Linked DNA regions of Ovis aries: region 2 is linked to region 1. The links are chromatin contacts, called in public Hi-C maps. All regions are on one chromosome and are shown on one strand. Each heading gives the region's core, a stretch centred on a gene start, on an enhancer-like site or on the middle of the called end of the contact. The rest is flanking DNA. Distances are from core to core; before and after follow the strand shown. Region 1 overlaps NEDD9 (neural precursor cell expressed, developmentally down-regulated 9). Region 2 has its middle 26 kb from the start of SMIM13.

Region 1 (5,589 bases), core at 1,838-4,337:
TCTCCTTCAAAATGGACTGGTTGGTTCTCCTTGCAGTCCAAGGGACTCTCAACAGTCTTCTGCAACACCACAGTTCAAAAGCATCAATTCTTCGCTGCTCAGCTTTCTTCACAGTCCAACTCTCACATCCATACATGACCACTGGAAAAACCATAGCCTTAACCAGACAGACCTTTGTTGGTAAAGTAATATCTCTGCTTTTGAATATGCTATCTAGGTTGGTCATAATTTTCCTTCCAAGGAGTAAGCGTCTTTTAATTTCATGGCTGCAATCACCATCTGCAGTGATTTTGGAGCCCCCCAAAATAAAGTCTGACACTGTTTCCACTGTTTCCCCATCTATTTCCCATGAAGTGATGGGACCAGATGCCATGATCTTCGTTTTCTGAATGTTGAGCTTTAAGCCAACTTTTTCACTCTCCTCTTTCACTTTCATCAAGAGGCTTTTTAGTTCCTCTTCACTTTCTGCCATAAGGGTGGTGTCATCTGCATATCTGAGGTAACTGATATTTCTCCCTGCAATCTTGATTCCAGCTTGTGTTTCTTCCAGCCCAGCGTTTCTCATGATGTACTCTGCATATAAGTTAAATAAGCAGGGTGACAATATACAGCCTTGACATACTCCTTTTCCTATTTGGAACCAGTCTGTTGTTCCATGTCCAGTTCTAACTGTTGCTTCCTGACCTGCATACAGGTTTCTCAAGAGGCAGGTCAGGTGGTCAAGGGGGACACAATTCAACCCATAGCCCCAGGTAACCTTAGCTTATCCAGACTTACCTTGCTGCAGAGGGGAAGTGTATTGAAATGTGTCTATAAAGCACACCTCCTCACGCCCCAAGTGTATAAAGTGGATAAATGCTGGCATGGTCAATTACCTTACCATTTTTGAGGGCATTACTATCCTCTGAGGAAACAGAAAGGCTAAACTTGGTTAATGAAGAATTAATAGTTTCTGCAGTCCATGGGGTAGCTAAGAGTCGGACACGACTGAGCGACTTCACTTTCACTTTTCACTTTCATGCGTTGGAGAAGGAAATGGCAACCCACTCCAGTGTTCTTGCCTGGAGAATCCCAGGGACGGGGGAGCCTGGCGGGCTGCCGTCTATGGGGTCACACAGAGTCGGACACGACTGAAACGACTTAGCAGCAGCAGCAGCACAGTCACAACAATAAATCAGTAGAACTGATTCCCTCACACGCTCACATCCCGTCCACACCAGCCAAGGGTATAGTCTATCTTTAATGTCTATTAAGCACCTACTTGTGCCTGACACTGCTCTGAGAGCTGAGTAGAGTTGGACAGAGGATCCTCCTTCCCTTCAGGTGTGGAAAAGAGACACCCAAAGTAATAATTATAAGATGTTGTAAGTGCTTGTATAGAGACATGAACAAGAAAAGACCCCTAACGTTAGGCGAGAAAGCCTTCCTGTGACAGGTGATGCTGGGGTTGACTCTTGAGGGTTGGCTCAGAGATAAAGGAAGTGGGTGAGGGCAGGGAGAGGAGACAAGGAGGAGAAGGGGATGCTGCGTTCAAAGCAGGAAAGACTCATCCTGCCTTCCGGTGACCGCTGACCAGGATTGGAAACCCAGGAGTTGGCACTGACCCTCAGATGCTGCTGAGGTTCTGAAGCATTTCAGCCATCAGCCTGAGGGTTTTGAACTGCCTTATTCTGTAGGAGGGCTTCCCTGATAGCTCATTTGGTAAAGAACCCACCTGCAATGCAGGAGACCCTGGTTCAATTTCTGGGCCTGGAAGATCTTCTGGAGAAGGGATAGGCTACCCACGCCAGTATTCTTGGGCTTCCTTTTTGACTCAGCTGGTAAAGAATTTGCCTGCAGTGTGGGAGACTAGGGTTCAGTCCCTGGGTTGGGATGATCCCCCGCAGAAGGCAAAGACTACCCACTCCCAGTATTCTGGCCTGGAGAATTCCATGGACTGTATAGGCCCGGGGGTTGCAAAGAGTCGGACAGGACTGAGCGACTTTCACTCACTCACTCATCCTGCAGGAAACCCTGGAGCATTTAGAGGAGTTACTTGGTCAGATTTCCTTTATAGAAAGACCTTTCTGAAAGAAAGTGGATAAAGGTGGAAGATTAAGCAGAGGGTAACATGCAAAGAAATTTTTGTAGATGAGGGAAACAGTGAGCGATGAACCAAGGTTGTGATGACAGAAAGAGAGAGGAGAAGGAAGACTTGTCTCCCCCTGTTAGCAAGCGTACATTTCATTTGCTTAAAATTTTGTATTATTTTCCAGATTATGCAAGTTAATGCAAGCTCATTGGAAAAATCTTTAAATGTGTATGAAGTAAAACAAACTTCTAGAATCCCCAAACTCCTTAATTCCAGTCCAGGAGTAAGCATGATTGTTTTTGTGTGTATACTATTAGATTTTTTTTTCAAGATCATATATGTGAGCATCTATAATCATTTACTCAGACTATTTTTTGTAACCTGATTTTTCCACTCTATATATCTTATTTCCCTATTCCACTAAGTGAATTTGTATAACCTGAATTTTAACTGATGTGACGTATTTATTTAGCCAACCTAGAGGACAGATTTGCAAACTGTTTAAGGACTACAAATAGTATGCTGAGGTGACTGATGAGCTGTTAAGGTGTGAAAAAAAAAAAAAAAGAGAAAACCAGGAAACCCCAACTTCCGGGCAGAAACTTTTCTCCCTGCAGTTGTCTTCCTGTTCAGGTCTGAACTGGAGGGAAGGTCAGAGAAAAAAAGACATCCAAAAGGAGTCCGTGAATACGTGTCCTAGTCAATCTCAACAGCGGTGAAAATAAACACTCCTCAGGGCATGCAAACACAGCCCCGTGTTCAGAAACTGCCAGGGCATTCATTAAGAGAGATAAAAATGGCCTGCCCTGAAATCCTCAAAGGATGTGGGTAGATAAGACAAAGGCACCCCTAAACACAGCTGCTGGCAGTCCCAAATCCAGCCGCACCTGATGAGCTGTCTCAGAGAGATGCAAGCAGAGACAGCCTTCTCCACCACGTGGGCAAGCCTCCCTGCGCAGTGCGGCCCTGTCCGCCTCTGCACCGGTCACTCCCCTGACCTCGTCCCGGCGTCCTGGGAGGGCGGCTTGTCCTGGCTCCTCCTTCTCCACAGGGCTTTGTCTTTGCACAGTGACAGGGGGAGGACAAGGAGCGGCCCTTTCCAAGAGGGGCCTCAGTCCCCGTGAGGCACAATAAGTCCAGTGGAGGCTAATAATACAGCTTATTCATTTCCAAAAAATGAAAAGTGGCGGTATTGGGCAACAGACTAATTAATCAGGCACTGCACAATAGGTGCAGCTCGGTCTCCATTGTCTAATGCAGCTCCTACCTACACTCCTGGGCTTCTTTAGAAAAGGTTTATGGTTGAAATATAACTTGAGTCTATTGACCAATGAGGAGCTGAAAGACTCCTTTTCATCTTATGAATGTAAAGTAATAAATTTCAGTCACTTTCTTTCTTTATGTTCATGGGTCAAGTTTCCGAGCAGAATATAAATAATCTCTTCTCTTGCACCTGAGGTAGACTTTCAGAAGCCAAGGACCTTCCTACCTTCCTTCCTTCCCTTCTTCTTTGTTCTTTTCCCAAAGTGTATGAGCGATTTCCCTTCTTACTTTCTTTCTGTCTTAAGGGAAACCAGGGAGTTTAGGACTATCCCTTATGTGGAGCTGATAACGAGGCAGTCTCATAGTATTCTGCCAAAGAGAAAATGTGGGATGCACCTTTATCAAAAAGCTCTCCGTCATGCACAGTTAATTGGAATCACTTGTTTCCTCATTGAGCATTTATGGACCTGCTCCTCCTTTTGTGCCTGGCATTGGATTAGGTGTTGGGAAAGTGTATGGACCACTGTAACCTAGCCCCCAGCCCTGGCTTCAGGAAGCTCACAGTTGACTTGGGAGGTAATTTCAGTAGGACTCGACGGATGCTATAATGAAATGTAGCACAGAGTGCAAAGGAGAAGCTAATTCAAGGGCTGTCGAGGTTGGTTTCTCAGGGAAGGTGCATATGACTGTGAGCTAACAGTGCATGCTAAGGGGTGGGATTACAAGAAAGCATGAAGCGTTTGAAGAACTGGAAGAACCTCAGGGGGTTGGAAGCAAAGGTGAGAGTCGTAGGTACTAACCAGGAGACCCCCGCCCCCATCCTGCAGGTAATAGAGAGCCTCTGATGAGTCTCAAGGGTCTAAGAAGGATGATATGGTCAAACGTGCACTCAGTCAAATGTTCCCTGAACCTTTGTTCACTGCACCACCGTTTATGAGTGTCATCATTTTACTAAGCTACAAGCTCAACGTCCCATTGGAAACCCTACCCTACAGTTCCTGTAGTGGACGCATGAGGTAACTCAGGGTTTACAACCCTGGGCTGAGAAAAAGATCAAGGACATTTCGTAGGTCTTCTTGCTTTACTTTTTCTTTTAGGGCAAAACACGTGTGAACAAAGACCCTCAAATGGTGCTTACTGGGACCAAGATTTTCTGTTTTAATCTTAGATCTTTCATCCTCAAATGCTCGTGAAAGACATGTTGCTTCTGGTTCAAACTTGGGCCAGTGACAAAGCTTTTCATGTTTGTTGACCCAATAATCAGCCATTGCACTCAAAGACTTAGAGTGGATCAGTGTAAAAACAGCTCTTGGTGCATTTGAACTCCAGCCCCCACCCCATAGGCCTGGGCTTGCTGCTGCCATGGGGCCACTGCCACTTCTTCCCAGGGAGGTCTGTGTTTCTCAGCCTGTTTTAACACTAATGTGGAAAAACTATTTGTGTCAAACGGTAAATGGCAAACTCACTTAGGAGATTAGCTCACCTCTGTTCCACAGCAAGAGTGGCTGAATGAGATAAACCCAAAGATTTGTGGCAAGACTGGTCTAGTGTCACTTTTCAGAGACCGGCACAGGGGTCCTTATGGGAAGGAGGTGGAGCCCCTCTCTTTCTGCTTATCTCAGGAGATCAGCTTTAAACACCCTCGTTTCCTCCAGTCAAACATTCATTATGGAACTGTCAATTTCCATTTAAACATCGTTGAGCTCTTTATTTCTGCAGCCTTCCGCATGGAGATAAAAGGCTCTTAAATCATCCTGCCTCACTGCTACACTGTATTAAATAATCGCCATAGAATGAATGCTTTGTGGCTCTGCCATTCAAATGTTGAAACCTAACCCTCAGCGTGATGGTTTTAGGAAGTGGGACCTTTGAGAGGTGATTGGGTCGTGAAGGTGGGGCCCTCAGGAATGGGGTTAGTGCTCCTTTAAGGACATCATAAGGTTGTGCCTTACGCCACGTGAGGACAGCAAGAGGATGCCGTCTATGAACCAGGAAGAAGGTTCCCACTAGACACCAAATCTGCTGATGCCGACCTTGGACTTACCAGCCTCCAGGGCTATATGAAGTTCTTCCCTGGTGGCGCTAGAGGTAAAGAACCCGCCTGCCAATGCAAGGGACGTGAAACATGGGTTCAATTCCCAGGTCAGGGAGATCCTTTGGAAGAGGGCATGGCAACCCACTCCAGTATTCTTGTCTGGAAAATCCTACAGACAGAGGAGCCTGGTGGGCTACAGTCCATGGGACTGCAAAGAGTC
Region 2 (5,589 bases), core at 992-3,491, 180 kb after region 1:
AAAGATCCTATTTCCAAAGAAGGCCTCATCTACAGGTCCCAGGTGGACACAAAGTTTGGAGGGTCACTATTCAACCCAGTACTGGGGGTTTTAAATAAAAAGGATCATAAACAGCTGGAAAGAAAGCAAAAGTGAAGTCGCTCACTCGTGTCCAATTCTTTGCGACCCCATGGACTGTACCCACCAGGCTCCTCTGTCTGTGGGATTTTCCAGGCAAGAGTACTGGAATGGGTTGCCATTCCCTTCTCCAGGGGATCTTCCTGACCCAGGAATCAAACCCAGGTTTCCTGCATTGCAGGCAGACACTTTACCCTCTGAGCCACCAGGGAAGGCTGGGGGAACATTTAACAACACAGATTCTTAGTTCTGACCTGCCTGGGACTCTGAGTCAAGTCAACTGAAATGAGGAAGAGGCCCAGAGTCTGCATTTAGCATCTTGGTGACTCTGCGGGCACTAGCAGGTCAGATAACCAGGAAGTGGGGTGAGTGGGAAGGGGGGAATTAAAGGCCAGAGGAGGTGACCAGGCAAAATGACCTGCGTTTGGGTCTGAGAGCACAGAGCAAGGACCCAGGATGCGAGATTCGAAGGAAGATACGAGAAAGCCCAGGGCTGTGGGGTTCTCCCTGTGTTTGTCTCTGGTCTGGGGAAGAGCTCTGCAAGCTTGTTCTTACTTGTAATCATTAGCAAGGACGGGTTAAGGTGACAACACTCAGTGCGAGACTCGTCTCGTGTTTTGTTTTGCATTGTTTTGTCTAAACCAAATGAGCTGTGACTCTGAGCTCTCCACCACGGCTGGTGAGACATTCAGTCTTAGTCACTACAGGCCAACCCAGCTCCCTCCCTGAGAGCCAGAACCTCAGCAAAAGGAACCTTCACTCTTCAGTCCCTCAGGACTGCCTCTGAGATGCTCACCATCCGCCCCGTGAGATCCACTCCCAGCATCACTCCCCGGCCCCAGCGTGGCCGGAGGAAAGCTGGCTGCACTTTCCAAACCCTGAGCCAAGCCTTCGGATCCCCAGAACCCGCAGGTCACCCCCATCGGAGGCCTGCCACCTCCCAGGGCTGCGTGAGAACAGGACACACAGCTCGGCCTTTGGTCCCCGGGAAGCCAACTGGGTCACTCTCCCCAAGTGTCCCTTTCCCATTGACCCACTGCAGGTCCCTCTCCCTGCTGGACCATCAGAACCCCAGTGAGCCCAGCTTGCTGAGACCCTCCTGGGGTGAGGAAGGCCAGCCCTCAGGACACAGAGGCCGGCCGTGGTCTGGAGCGCAGAGGAGAAAGGAGACACACGGTGACTTTCTCCACGAGCTTATCCCGCTGGGCAGGCTCTTACAGGTGTGGGCTGCGTGCCGTGTTTGTATTTGAACATTACACGTTCTCCTCTGTGCTGAATGACCTAAGGTGATTTGGATGCTTTAAATTAAAAAGAAACAGTTTCCCTTCTCTAAGTAACAAGGCGGGGGTCCAGGGTTTGGCACCATCACACACACGGCCGAGTTACTTCACCCGCTTGAACCTCAATCTCTTTTATAAAGGAGGGGTGACATGTTCCTTGCCTTCCTCAATCCCACAGAGCTTGGGAACGCAAGATATGAAACTGCTGTTGCTGTTGTTTAGTTAGCTAAGCTGCAGTTATTAGTGAGCTAAGTCGTGCCCGACTCTTGCAACCTACCCCACGGGCTGCAGCCTGCCAGGCTCCTGGGCAAATCAAAGGCACTTCCTATCTACACAGAGCCCTTATGGTCCTAAGGCATATCCCCAAGGTAAGGATGCTGCACCCACAAGTAAACATGGGGGCCTTTGGACCAAGCATCCTTCTCCCCACCCCTCCTGAAACTGACTGGTTTCTGGAGTCACACTTTTGTCGGTGGAGTTCAGGCGCTGTTTGGGAGGGCTCCTCTGTCTCTGACTTCAAGCCCTCATCGGAGGGTCTGTAAATACATTGTCATCTGGCTGGCCTCCGCTCTAAATGGAGTGGAAAGAAGTCCCTGGACAGCCCGAATAGCCCTGGTTTACATCTGTCCTGACCTAGCGATGAATAACCCCCCTCCCCTTCCAGTCTGATCAAAGATTTATACGCTCACTTAGCTGCTTTAGGTAAAGGGGATTAAGCTAAATACCTATGACGCAAAACACGGTGCCACATAATTATCAAACCCTTTAACGTCTTCTTAAAGGAACACACCCCGACAGGCAATGGACTCTGGCTAATTCCTGAAATCTGACGCCATCTTGTGGTCAGAAGCTGCTGTTCCGACCATTTCGACGGGCTCCTTGGACCTTCTCAGAAGGGATGGAGGAGTTATGGACACAAAACGCACAGGAGTCAGGGGCTTGAAAACTAAGCATCTCAGTAACATACACTTCTGCGTTTGTTGATTAAACAAAACAACCACCATTTTCAGGAGATGCTGACAGAGCAGGAATTAAGTCCCTCAGATTCCAACCAAAAGATTGAATATGCAGTTGTAAGTTCTATCTTATACTGCTACATTGATTAATTCAACAGAGGGGATATGGAAAATGAAATGGAGCTTAAATAAATCCACTTTGTTGTTTAGTCGCTCAGTCGTGTCCGACTCTTTGCAACCTCATGGACTGCAGCCCACCAGGGTTCCTCTGTCCACGGGATTTCTCAGGCGATACTGGAGTGGGTTGCCATCTCCTTCTCCATGGGCTCTTCCAGGCCTAAGGATCGCACCGTGTCTCCTACAATGCTGGGCAGATTCTCGACCACGGAGCCACCAGGGAAGCCCAAGTGTCCGACTCTTGTCTGGAAGAGAGGAGGACTACTCTGTGTAACCAAGGGACTGCCTGGAAATGGTCTGGGTGGTGTTCAAAGACGCTGCCTGAGAAAGCGACTTTGAGCTGCAACCGGACAAATGACTAGGAGACCAGGGGAGGGGCGAGAGCCCGAGCAGGGACGCGGGAACAAGGGTGCAGGTGATCAAAGTGATCGTGGAGCTGAGAGGAGGCCCAGGGCAGAGTGTGGGCTCAGGGAAGGCAGGGGTGCCTGATGCTGCTGGAGAAGCTGGTGAGTGAAGTCCTGCCATGTCCCCAAGTGTGTTAAGGCTTTTCCACCCTTTCTCTGGGGGCAACGGGAAGCCATTCCCATGCTATATGCAAGGAGCCGACAGAGTCGTAGTTGAGTTTCAAAAAGATTATTCTGGTGACAAGGAGAAGGCTGCAGAGGGACTGTAATGAATTTGAGGAGCTGCTCTGCAGGTCCAGGTGGGCATTAGTGGCAGGGAATTCCCCCATACTATAGTGGTGGTGCTTTAGTCGCCAAATCGTGTCCGACTCTTGCCACCCCATGGAATGAAGCCTGCTGGGCTCCTCTGTCCGTGAGATTTCCCAAGCAAGAATGCTGAAGTGGGTTGCCATTTCCTTCTCCAACTCCACATACTGGGCACTAATTGCTTTGTGTGGGTTCACTCATTTAATCCTAACAGAAACCCTATGAGACAGATACTATTATTACACCCATTGTACAGATGAAAAATGAGGCTTGCAGAGACCCCTATGAGACAGATACTATTATTACACCCACTGTACAGATGAAAAATGAGGCACGCAGAGGTCTAATTGCAGAGACCACCCTCTTGGCTACTACACTTCATTGCCTACAGATAGTGGGGGAAAAAATGGAGAAAAGTAGAGAAGGTTTCAAGAGCTATTTCAGAAGCAAAATCAACCAGACTTTGATAGGCTGAATCAGTGACCTGAAAGATGGGTCAGGAGTGACACCTGTTTTGTCGGCTTCACAAGAGTCAACAGGGAAGCTGGTAAGACGTCAGTGTCCAAGGCGGTTGAAGACGTGGGGTGTGACCACAGTTCAAGGAAACCAAGAGGAGACGCCGAGGAGGTCGCTGTCTCAGAAGCCTGGAATGTGGCTCCACTGGGGGAGAGGCGGAGGCTGAAGTCACAAACAGGACTGCCCGGGGAGACGGGAAGGAAAAGCGGGCAAGAACGTAGCCCCAACGAGCTTGGACAGGTCACTGCAGGATAAGCCTGCAAACGAGAGAAGGCTTAAAACCAATGGAGGCAGAATCTAGTACCATGAAAAACCAAAGGAGGACATCCCTGGTGGTCCAGTGGCTAAGACCCTGTGCTCCCAATACAGGGGGCCCACGTTCGATCCCTGGTCGGGGAACTAGACCGCACGTGCTTCAACTGGAGATCCCACGTGCCGCAACTAAGACCTAATGTGGCCAAATAAATACACAAAGAAAGATCCAAAGGAGGAGAAGCCTTCAAGGAACAGAGAAGGGACGAGCAACCAACCACACGAATGCTGTTGGGAAGTCAGGCAAAGCTGAGGACTGGAAACTGTCCCTCAGATTTGGCACCAGGGTCATGGAGACACGTCCTTAGAGAAGTCCAGTGTGGCGTGGTGAGGGGAGAGAGCCGGAGGGGCCTTTCCTTCTTTCTTTCGAGGCAGAGTGTTTATTGAACATGCTTGGACGTCGAAGAGGATGACCCAGGTGACAGAGAGCCATCGAGGGTACAGAATAACTGAGTGTTACTTGGCTGAAAAGGTGTAAGGGGATCCAGAGTGCCGGAGGAGAAATTCAGGTCACACCAGCAGAGGGGTCTGTCCTCGAATGCGGGGTGGGGCCAGCGGGGGTGGGGGGGATCGGAAGAGATAGCACACAGGTTCGAAGGTTCCATGCAGGAAGGGGGAGGAGATACCCGCTGAGGCTTTCATTTGCTCCGGTATGTGAGATGCACCGTCTCTGCCCCGGGTGGGCTACATGATTAAGGATAGAGGGTTAGACTCTTGTACGGTTCACATATTTTTGTCACCAAATGACTTTTAACCCAAACGGTTTCCAAGCCTTCTTAGGTCAGTCATCTCAGATCTTGTAATTATGTAATTAAATATTACAACAAGCCATGAGTGTGAGAAAAGGGTTGCTGTTTCTATGAAAACCTAGTTAAATGTTTTGAAAAACTTGGAGGTCTCCCCTGGTGACTCAGATGCTAAAGAATCTGTCTGCAATGCAGGAGACCTGGGTTCAACCCCTGGGCGAGGAAGAGAACCTGGGCAGGAAGACATGGCAAGCCACTCCAGGGTTCTTGCCTGGGAAATCCCATGGACAGAGGAGCCTGGCAGGCCACCATCATGGAGTGGCAGAGGAGTCAGACATGACTGAATGCCCAAACAGCAATAACAGCAAGATACAAAAAGTCTTGTCTGTCTGGGGGCAAGCCAGGCAACTGTAAAACATAGAAAAACACTCCAGTAAAAATCTTCGCAAGGTTCTGTTCTTGTTCCAATTTTAAAGAGGATGAAACTAGAGACCACCAGATTATAAGACTGGCTTTTGCAAAGAAACTGAGATTGAACTCAGGGATCTATAATCGGTGAAAAAAGCCTTGACTTTTCCTCAAAATACTGCAGGATGAATGTGAATGCTTTGTGACTCCCCATTTCAACTGTTTTCAGTGAACTGACAACTCCTGGACCAAGCTGTCAATAGAAGGGTTACTTTGCTACAAAGGAGAGCAAGAAGTGAGGAAAGAAGAGAAGCAGGGTGAAGTTACAGGTTGCTTGCTGTATATTAGTGAAAGTCGCTCAGTCGTG

The links. Hi-C and Micro-C count contacts between places; a contact is called where the count stands out from the background.
Region 2: a contact with region 1 is called in a Hi-C map of mixed tissues, with 4 times the contacts expected there. The contact joins two enhancer-like sites. A contact is called at or near these places in 2 of 16 Hi-C or Micro-C datasets (liver and mixed tissues).

Annotation. Positions count from the first base shown.
Region 1 is chr20:44,179,639-44,185,227 of ARS-UI_Ramb_v3.0, forward strand. The region is part of intron 1 of NEDD9 (neural precursor cell expressed, developmentally down-regulated 9); the gene reads left to right. Among named protein-coding and RNA genes, the nearest start is that of NEDD9, 120 kb to the left of the region's middle. Within about 2 kb of position 3,088, at least 9 of the 54 cell types and tissues checked have an H3K27ac peak or open chromatin away from gene starts, as enhancers often do.
Region 2 is chr20:44,357,415-44,363,003 of ARS-UI_Ramb_v3.0, forward strand. No RefSeq gene overlaps it. Among named protein-coding and RNA genes, the nearest start is that of SMIM13, 26 kb to the right of the region's middle. Within about 2 kb of position 2,242, at least 15 of the 54 cell types and tissues checked have an H3K27ac peak or open chromatin away from gene starts, as enhancers often do.